2 separate regions of the Mus musculus genome follow, and region 1 is linked to region 2. A link is a contact called in public promoter capture Hi-C data. All regions are on one chromosome and are shown on one strand. The core of a region is the stretch at or near the end of the contact, and the rest is flanking DNA. Distances in the headings are between cores, read along the strand shown. Region 1 holds the start of Rexo2 (RNA exonuclease 2). Region 2 holds the start of Nxpe2 (neurexophilin and PC-esterase domain family, member 2).

Region 1 (4,170 bases), core at 270-2,769, 140 kb before region 2:
TACGTGTGTGTATGTGTGTTTACTGGTGCCCACTAAGGTTTGAAGAGGGCAACACAATCCCTCGGAGCTGAAGTTCAATCCCCTGCAAGAGCAGCAAGTACTCTTACTTAACCTTTGAGCCATCTCTCCAGCCTAAGGATGTTATCCTTTCAAAATGTAAAGAAGTAATACTGAGAATAAGCCCAGCGGATTCAAATTCCTATATAGCCAGGTGTGGTGTTGCACACTTTTAATCCTAGTACTTGGGAGGCAGAATTCCAGGCCAGCTTGGGTTCTGTAGTGTGTCTCTTTGTCTTAAAAAAAAAGTTTCAATGCTACAATAGAGTTCTCCTTCCTATGAGTAGGGCCACAAATGATTACAAACTTAACAGTATGTTCTACTAGGTAATGCCGTTATAATATACATACCCATTCTGCAGTAAAATTGAACATGTAATTTGACACCCGTTTCCATGATTTTTTCCGTTTCTCTGGCCAAGCTTGGCAGGTCACCGGTGGAGTAGCTGAAATCCACTTGTAGGTTGCAGCATCCTTAAAGCTTTGATTAGGCAACAATGTTTGTCTCACAAAACCAGCTCACCGGGTAGGAATAACTATGCCACCAACCACAAGCTCTGTAATTACTGGCAACACAGCTTTCAGAAAAAGACACAGAGTATGTGATTCAAGACTGAGCACGTTTGTGACAAAATTGCCCTTTGCAGAGGCGTTTGCTACTGAGCTAAAATATAAGATCTCCGCAGAGGCCCCTTCGAGCGTAGGTGATGAAAACCGTATCTATTGTGGGAGATTAAGGACCCGTCTATTAAAACCAGAGCGATCGGCAAAGGCAGAGCGCAGGACAGAGCAGGCAGAGCTATTCCAACTCTCTTTAGTGGGCTGCAAAAGGTAGAATAGTATACGATCTAACAACCGAAACACAGCCTACACGTCCTGGCATCCTAGAAAACGAGACAAGGCTTCTGCCAATAATGGGAAAGGAACATTTATGGAACACCTGATATGTGCGAAGTCATCTTTCAGAAAAGAGACCATTTAAGGACTCCTAAACGGTGATGGCGGAATTGGCCTTGTAGCTCAAAAGAGCACGTCACTCGGATTCCAAGTAAATAAGAAATATACTCAATACGCGGAAGGGAGGGGCAGGTAAAAAAAAAAAAAAAAAGAAAAACTGAGGGAGGTAGCAGTAAGGAAAAGGTAGATTTAAAACAATTCTTAAACATATAACCATATTTTTCAAAGTAAAGCCTCTTCAACTTCGCAGCTTAGAACTAATAAAAACTCAGGAATGATATCTCCTGGAAACAGACAAACTTTAGCGGTGAAATACTAGCAAGTCCCTTAACATCCGAAAACACGTGGCGGGGGAGGGGAGCAGGAGGCTGGACCAAGGACTCCTACTCCCATCAGCCCTTTCGGCAGCCGAGAGTAGCTGTGGAGGGCGAGCCGACGCCTCGCATGCCGGGGCTTGTAGTCTTCTCCCGGCACCTCCCCGTGGGTTTGCGACGTTTAGCGACTGTGGCGCCTGCGCGCGCTGGGCCGGCGGGGCTGGGGCCGTGGCGGCTCGTGCCGGGTGATGCTAGGCGTATCCCTGGGCGCCAGGCTGTTGCGGGGCGTGGGTGGCAGGCGCGGGCAGTTCGGGGCGCGAGGTGTCAGCGAAGGTAGCGCAGCCATGGCGGCAGGGGAGAGCATGGCTCAGCGAATGGTCTGGGTGGACCTGGAGGTGAGAGTGCGGCCGGGGCGAGGAGGGTGCGGGGAGGCGAGCGCAGATTCGCGCGTGGGACCGAGGGACTCCCCTGTCCCGGGAAGCAGCAGGGATCTGGGTGTCAGGTGCGACAGGTGAGCACGGCCCCAGGAGCCCCGAGTCAAGAGTTTTTGCGGGGTCTGGGACTGTCCCTGGACTGTGGGGTTTCTTTCCATCTGGGTGGAGCCGTCCATGTGTCTCCCCTCTCCCTAGCCTCGACCTCCACCCAGAAGTGAATTTGTGTTACGCGTTAGTGACTCTGAGGATCGTGGGTGAGAGTTGGGGCAGCGACTCTGAGCCCTGCTCCGTCCCCACCTCCTAGCCTTAAAAGACTAGGTTGCTTAAGCTAGGACTCAGGAGATGACTCAGCCTTACCCCTCATTCCATAAAAGAGAAAATTGAGGCCCCATTGGAAGATTCAGGTTACCCATTTTAGTTTTAACGCATTCATACCTAGGCCTCTCTTGAACTCCAGTTTTCTGCTTACGAACTGAGTTCATTTGTTAACTTTTTTTGTTGTTGTTGTTGTTGGGAAAACTTCGGAAACCATTGTAAACCTCCGAGAGGTAACGTTCGTGAGCTCACTTTTCTGTAGTCAAGTTTTCATCCTGCTTATTTTGAGTCTGTTCCCAGGACAAATGTGTTTGACAGTAGCTGGCCCGCCCGCAGGAAGTGCCTTTAGCAGTCTCTGAGCACTCAGAACTTAATACCCTGAGTACTGCCCAGACCATTACTGGTCATAGAATGTGAGCTGGGTCCACACAAAGGAATCTCTGTCAAGTAAACTTGGGCAGCACGCCTTTAATCCTAGCACTTGGGAGGCAGAGGCAGGTGGATTTCTGAGTTCGAGGCCAGCCTGGTCTACAGAGTGAGTTCCAGGACAGCCAGGGCTACACAGAGAAACCCTGTCTCAAAAAAATAAAACAAAAACAAAACAAAACAAAAGGTGGTTTCATGTGTTTGTTATATGCTTGTTTATTTATGTTTTACAGATGACAGGATTGGATATTGAGAAGGATCAGATTATTGAGATGGCCTGCCTGATAACTGACTCTGATCTTAACATTTTGGCTGAAGTAGGTGATGCCGTGTAAATACATTCATACCACTTAAAGGGCATTGGGGATCTAAAGGTGCCTTCATCTGATCTCACTGAAAAACGTAGCAGATTGAGGTCTGTGTAGATTAAGGCCCAGTGCTATATTACTAGGACAATGTAATATAATATGTTAGAGTTGGTATTGGAACCAACATAATCCACTTCATAACCGGATTAAGTTTTCAGTTGAAATTGACAGAACTCCCCCTCCCCCAAGGCTACAACAGTTCTGCAGGGTTTACACGTGTATTCTTAGTCCTCATGATGATAAGATAGGCTCTGTTAATGATGTTCATTGTCCACCGGAAGATATTGGGTTACAAGAGATTTGGGGGACTTGCTCAAGAGCATTTGGCTAGGTATTGGGGAAGCTGGTTAAACTACTCTCTAAACACAGGCAGTCTCAAGTGTTCCCACCAGTATCCAGCCAGCTGGGTCCTCATCAAGCTTGGTGTCCCCCGACAGAGTTTCCCATCTCTATGTCCTACCTTCGGCTTTAATTCCATATATAGTCCCCCTTATACCACTCCATCAGGGGTTGGTTCCAGGATTCCTCTGTAGATACCTAAATCTCATTCCCCTGTATCCTGGAAGGAGATGCAGTATTTCTCATGTACTTTGAATCACCTCTAGATTGCCTGGTGTCATTCTTGTGCTCCCAATAGAATACCTGATACGACGTTGGTGCGTGTAAGTAGTGTTTAAAGTAGTGTTTACACCATGTTGGTTAGGGAATGTTAAGGAAAAAAAAAGTATCCGTATGCGTTCCTTACAGACCAATGACGTTTCCGTCTGAACTGGGTGACTCCTCCCAGATGACACCCATTGTCCCAGGTGGCCGTTGCCTTCTCAGCTAGACTGTGTGGTTCTTGCACCTCTGTGTTAGGGTTTTAGAACATCTATAGACACACTTTTAGAATGTGTGCTCACGGTGATTTTTATCACTCTGTTAAATGCTGCCTTTAACTGAAACCTTTAGCAGAACAAATAGAATAGACCTGTTGGCACTTGCGTTTAAGCACCCGTGAAGCGTTTTAAAAGATGAAATCCCTGACCTTGATACCATCCTCAATATTCGAAGTCATTAAAGAACAAAATAGGCCAGGCTTAGTGGCAGGAGTCTTTAATCCCAGCACTTGGGAGGCAGTGGCAGGTGGATCTCTGTGAGTCTGAGACCAGCGAGGTCTATATGACTAGTTCCTGGGCACTCAGGGCTACCTAGTGGGGGTGGAGAGATGGCTCAGCAGTTCAAGCATGTACTACTCATTCATGAAGACAAGAGTCTGTGTCCTAATACCCAGGTCTCACGAGCCCCTGAATCTCCACC
Region 2 (4,354 bases), core at 1,261-3,760:
GCGTGCCTGTTGTTGAGCTGTTACTCTTTCACACCAAGCTACCATCTGCTTTTGTGATTCTGGAGCAGGGACGGCGTGGACTTTATCTGTTTCTTCATTAGGATCTGTGCCCTAAGAACGTTATAGTGAGACTTCAGGCTGAGGGGGAGGGATGGATTTGTCAGTCTGTTTCCTGCTCCTGCTTGTGAGAGCTATTATACTAATGCCACTGAAGACCTCAGGTCCAAGCCTGGGTAGTTCTAACAGCTTAAGCTTGGCCACCCATTCCAACAGACCAATTACAGAGGGTGATAATGAGATGCAGAGAAAGGAGGTCTATTTGACCATCGTAATCTAACTAATTAATCATAAAAGAAAAGGACATTTCAGCAGATAAAATGAAACACCACAGGAGAGATTATTGTAAATAGCTGTACGTCAGCACGTTTGCTATTGTCTAAGAAATGGACAAAGTTCTAGAAACACACAAACAACCCAGACCAAATCAGAAAGTCTGAATAGAGCCGCACTAGGTGAGAAGCTTACATGGGAATGAAAACCCTCCCAGCAGGGCCGGAGAGATGGCTCAGGGGTCAATAGGACTTGCTGCTCCTCCAGAGACTTGTTTGATTCCCAGGACCCACACAGTAACTCATCCATTTGTAACTCTAGTTCTGGGGACTGGATCCCTCCTTCTGGCCTTTGTGGGTACTGTATACATGTGGAGCCCAGACATGCATGCAAAACCTACCCATAGAAAACAAATAATAATAATAATAATAATAATAATAATAATAATAATAATAATAATAATAATAAAACTCAGCCAAGACAAGCCTAGGATTAAATGGTTTCATCAATAAATTCTGCCAAAGATTAGGAAAGAAATAATGTCAAACAACCGATGAAGAGATATGGCTAAAGATTGTCCCTGTGTCACAAAGGCTTTTGTAAGGACAGGAAGGAAGGAGACTTCTATTCATGTGCTAGTAGGAATGAAGTATGGCAGTTTGTCAGAAAATGAGAAGCAACTACCTTATGACGCAGCGACTGAGCTGCTGGGTACGTATGCAAAGGCATTACAGGTGTTGCACCTAGGAGATGTTTGTCTTCTCATGTTCACTGCAGCAGTCGAGAAAGCTAAACTATGAAAATCACATAGGTGCCTGTGTGAGCACCATAGTATGTACTTATACACAGTAAGATAGCTATGGCATCACCAGATGATTTGGTCATATGGTACCACCACTGGGAGCTGTACTACAGAGTTCATTCACCCTGAAACCTTGAGAATAGGTCTTATCACATCAATAAAATGTAACTGAGAAATGTTCTTATCATATTAATAAAATGAACTATGAGACTGTCTTAATTTTACTTTAGTGTTTATTTAGTCATATATATATATGCATATATATCATGGCATCATTTTGTACAATGTAAATATATAATCTTTGTCAACTGTACTGTAATGAGGCTGGCAAAAAGAGCCCTGTGGCTGCTACCATATAGCTATCCTTCACTTAAACGTGATTGATGTTCTGAGAAGCATGTGACTGTCACGTGTGAACATCATAGTATGTTCACAGGAAGACAGGCACAACCTCATCAGATGATATAGTCTTATGATTGGAAGCTGTTGACTGGAGTGGCAGTGTAAGGTGGTGTTTGGCTGTAGTTCCCATACTTCATAAAGCACATGACAGTGGATGAGAACATGGATGGGGAGGGTTGACAGGATCGACAGCTTTTCTTCATTTCCCCAAATTATCTTCTAAACCTCTATGCATGTTTTGAGTGTGCTGTGATCATAGCCACTGATGCATATACGGTCACACGGTCACGTGCCTAGAAGAACTGGCATAGTTGTAAATGAACACATGCTATATGCATTTATATTTATATGTATATGTTCGATACATGCAGGCATGTATATAACTGTATCTAGATCTGTATCTTTATACAAAGAGATTTATATGTGGATCATCCTCTTAAAGAGCATAGATTGTATCCACATTTGGTCCCATGTCCTGTGGTGGTACAATGTCCCCTGACAGGTAGCTCTCTCTGTGGCTGCTTAGCATTCCTGGGGTCGTGTCACCTCTGCCTGCCACAGTTGTCACATCACACAGGTTATGGTGAGATTGGGATCTGTGGACGCTCTACTTGTGGCCTCAGATTTTATTGAAATTGTTGGAATGTTTGAGGCATCTATAAAAGTTTAGAAGGAAGAAGCTTACAAAGAAAGTTCTTGAAATCCTGCCAGGAATGAGATGCATAACTCCGAAGCAGTCCTGTGGTCCAGGGCTTGCTTTGTTTTCTTCCCAGTAGTTTGGATACTTTTGCTGTCTTGGAGGTAGGGACTACGGACTGACTGGACGGTTGGAACAAACCTGAGGAGAGGGTGGAGTGGTGGGGTAAGGGAGCACTATCATAAGCAGTGGTGGGGTGGGGTGGAGCACTATCATAAACAGCAGTGGGATGGGGTGAGGTGGAGCACTATCAGAAGCAGTGGTGGGTGGGGTGGTGGGGGGAACACTATCAGTCATAAGCATGGAAAGTCTGTCTGGAAGTGACGAAAAGCTGGCCCTCCATATCCTGCCATCACAACCTCTCTAAAAGCCAACTCCAGAGCTTCCTCCCGATTCGTGGTGAACAGGAACAGGCTACTAAGGTTGGCGATCTTTGCAATGGCACTGTGCCTACAAATCGAAGGTCAGCTTTTGATCTTTGAAGCTTTATATAGAAACTCCAACGCTGAAAGAAAGGTAAAGAGCCCATGCACCGAGGAGCCTCTCTAGATAGCTCTAAGTGCTGGAGGAGAGCATGAGACCATGAGGAGGATGCTTAGTCCTAGGTATGTACTTTCTGATCTTCCCGACTGGCTTCGCTACGGGGGCCAGCGGGAGGGCTTCTGACTAGCTGGGGCTTTGCTGCAGGGGATTGCAAAGTTATGTGAGACGGGCTTGAAAATACCTTAAAGTTGGAAAGAATGGCACGGGACCATGTAGAATAGCCAGGGAAAATTATTGCTTCATGTATAGTAGTAAGGACAAGTGTTGACTTATGCCAACTCTGTATGAATAATATGTGTATGTATGTGGAGATGTGTTGAGTGGAGGTCCTCCAGTCACTGTGAATCCAGAAAAACAAAAAACAAAACAACAGCAACAACAACAACAACAACAAAAAATCTTTTGAGGAAGAGGAACACTGTTGGAATTTAGTTCCTTTCTTTTATCGAGATTGTGAGTTTAAAAAAAAAGTCAGATGCAAACTTTGGCCATTCAACACTGAGTTTTTCTGAAACCGCTGTTATTTGGGAGAAATGGTTGATCAGCTATTGTGACATAAAAAGATATAACCTGGGGTGGAAGGAATCTGCTTTTTAAATGGAATAAATAAACGAGAGGTTGATTCCTGCACCAGGGAGACGCTCATCAGATGAGCAGGACCATGGGAGAATTTCAGGGAAGGAGATTTTCTGTGTAAATAATTGCGGCTTGATCTGACCGGCCACACAAAGTCCTGACTACAAGAAAAACTTCCAGATCTGTTCTGGCACATCCCAGAAATCTCTCCTGAGTCAGAAACCTGCAGTCTCCCAACCTCTTTTGTTCCCTTGCCTCAAGGAAAAGCTTCCTATCTGATTTTCAATAGTGACTTGGCAAAATCCCAAGAGATCCCACTCTGAAACAACAGAGGAGCACCGGAGGCTCTCAGTGGAGCCAGGCCGTTTTGTTTTTGTTTTTGTTTTTATTTTTTTCTCTTTAACCTGTGATGATTTCTCCTCTCCTCACTCCTAGGATACTGCTCTCTTCGCTTCCAAATGCCTCAGCTCAGAAACTGTTCCTGATAGTGTTAATTATCTTTGCTTTCTGGGTTGTCTTCATGACTTCAAAAGACCACACAGAGGTAAGAATTGTTTCCTAGTCTTTAATTTCCCGTGGAGGATCAGAGTGGCTTCACTTGAAAGCTACCCTTCCTAATCACAAAAAGTAAAATGTTACCAGTGCTATCCTCTTACCAAGGCACTGTAAGAAGGGTCTTTATTGGACACTGGTCCCTTGCACAGTATAGGTGCATTGGCAGTTCTTGTTTCTTTAGAGGCAGATGAATTTGTATCTCTCCTTACTGCTTGGCATTGCCACTTGCCTCAACATTATCTCCTCCTACAGCCTCAGAGGTTATCAACCAACCATATCTGTTTCAGTCCCCTTCCTCCATCACAGAGGTTTTGTTATTCTTTGTATAGTTCACTTAGTGTTGCTTGGATTTTTCCCTCTCTGCAGTCTTATTTGGCTGGACTCCCCATCTCTCCTCTCCCCAGCCATCTGATTGCTCAGATGTTATCTTCTTGACACTGACAGGGCCA

Evidence for each region. Promoter capture Hi-C pulls out the DNA fragments that hold promoters and counts their contacts.
Region 1: a contact with region 2 is called in a promoter capture Hi-C map of erythroid cells, with 8 times the contacts expected there. The contact joins the promoter of Rexo2 here to the promoter of Nxpe2 in region 2. A contact is called at or near these places in 2 of 39 promoter capture datasets (erythroid cells and fetal liver), 1 of 115 datasets of contacts at active chromatin or transcription factors (bone marrow-derived macrophages) and 3 of 9 other capture datasets (adipose tissue, liver and pancreatic islet).

The regions. Positions count from the first base shown.
Region 1 is chr9:48,477,960-48,482,129 of GRCm38.p6, reverse strand. Rexo2 (RNA exonuclease 2) reads left to right here and starts at 1,519. Exons shown (of 7, transcript NM_024233.4): 1 at 1,519-1,723; 2 at 2,737-2,820. The coding sequence starts at 1,577.
Region 2 is chr9:48,339,054-48,343,407 of GRCm38.p6, reverse strand. It overlaps Nxpe2 (neurexophilin and PC-esterase domain family, member 2), which reads left to right and starts at 2,510. Exons shown (of 6, transcript NM_030069.3): 1 at 2,510-2,836; 2 at 3,786-3,894. The coding sequence starts at 2,814. It also overlaps a transcript of Nxpe4 not described here.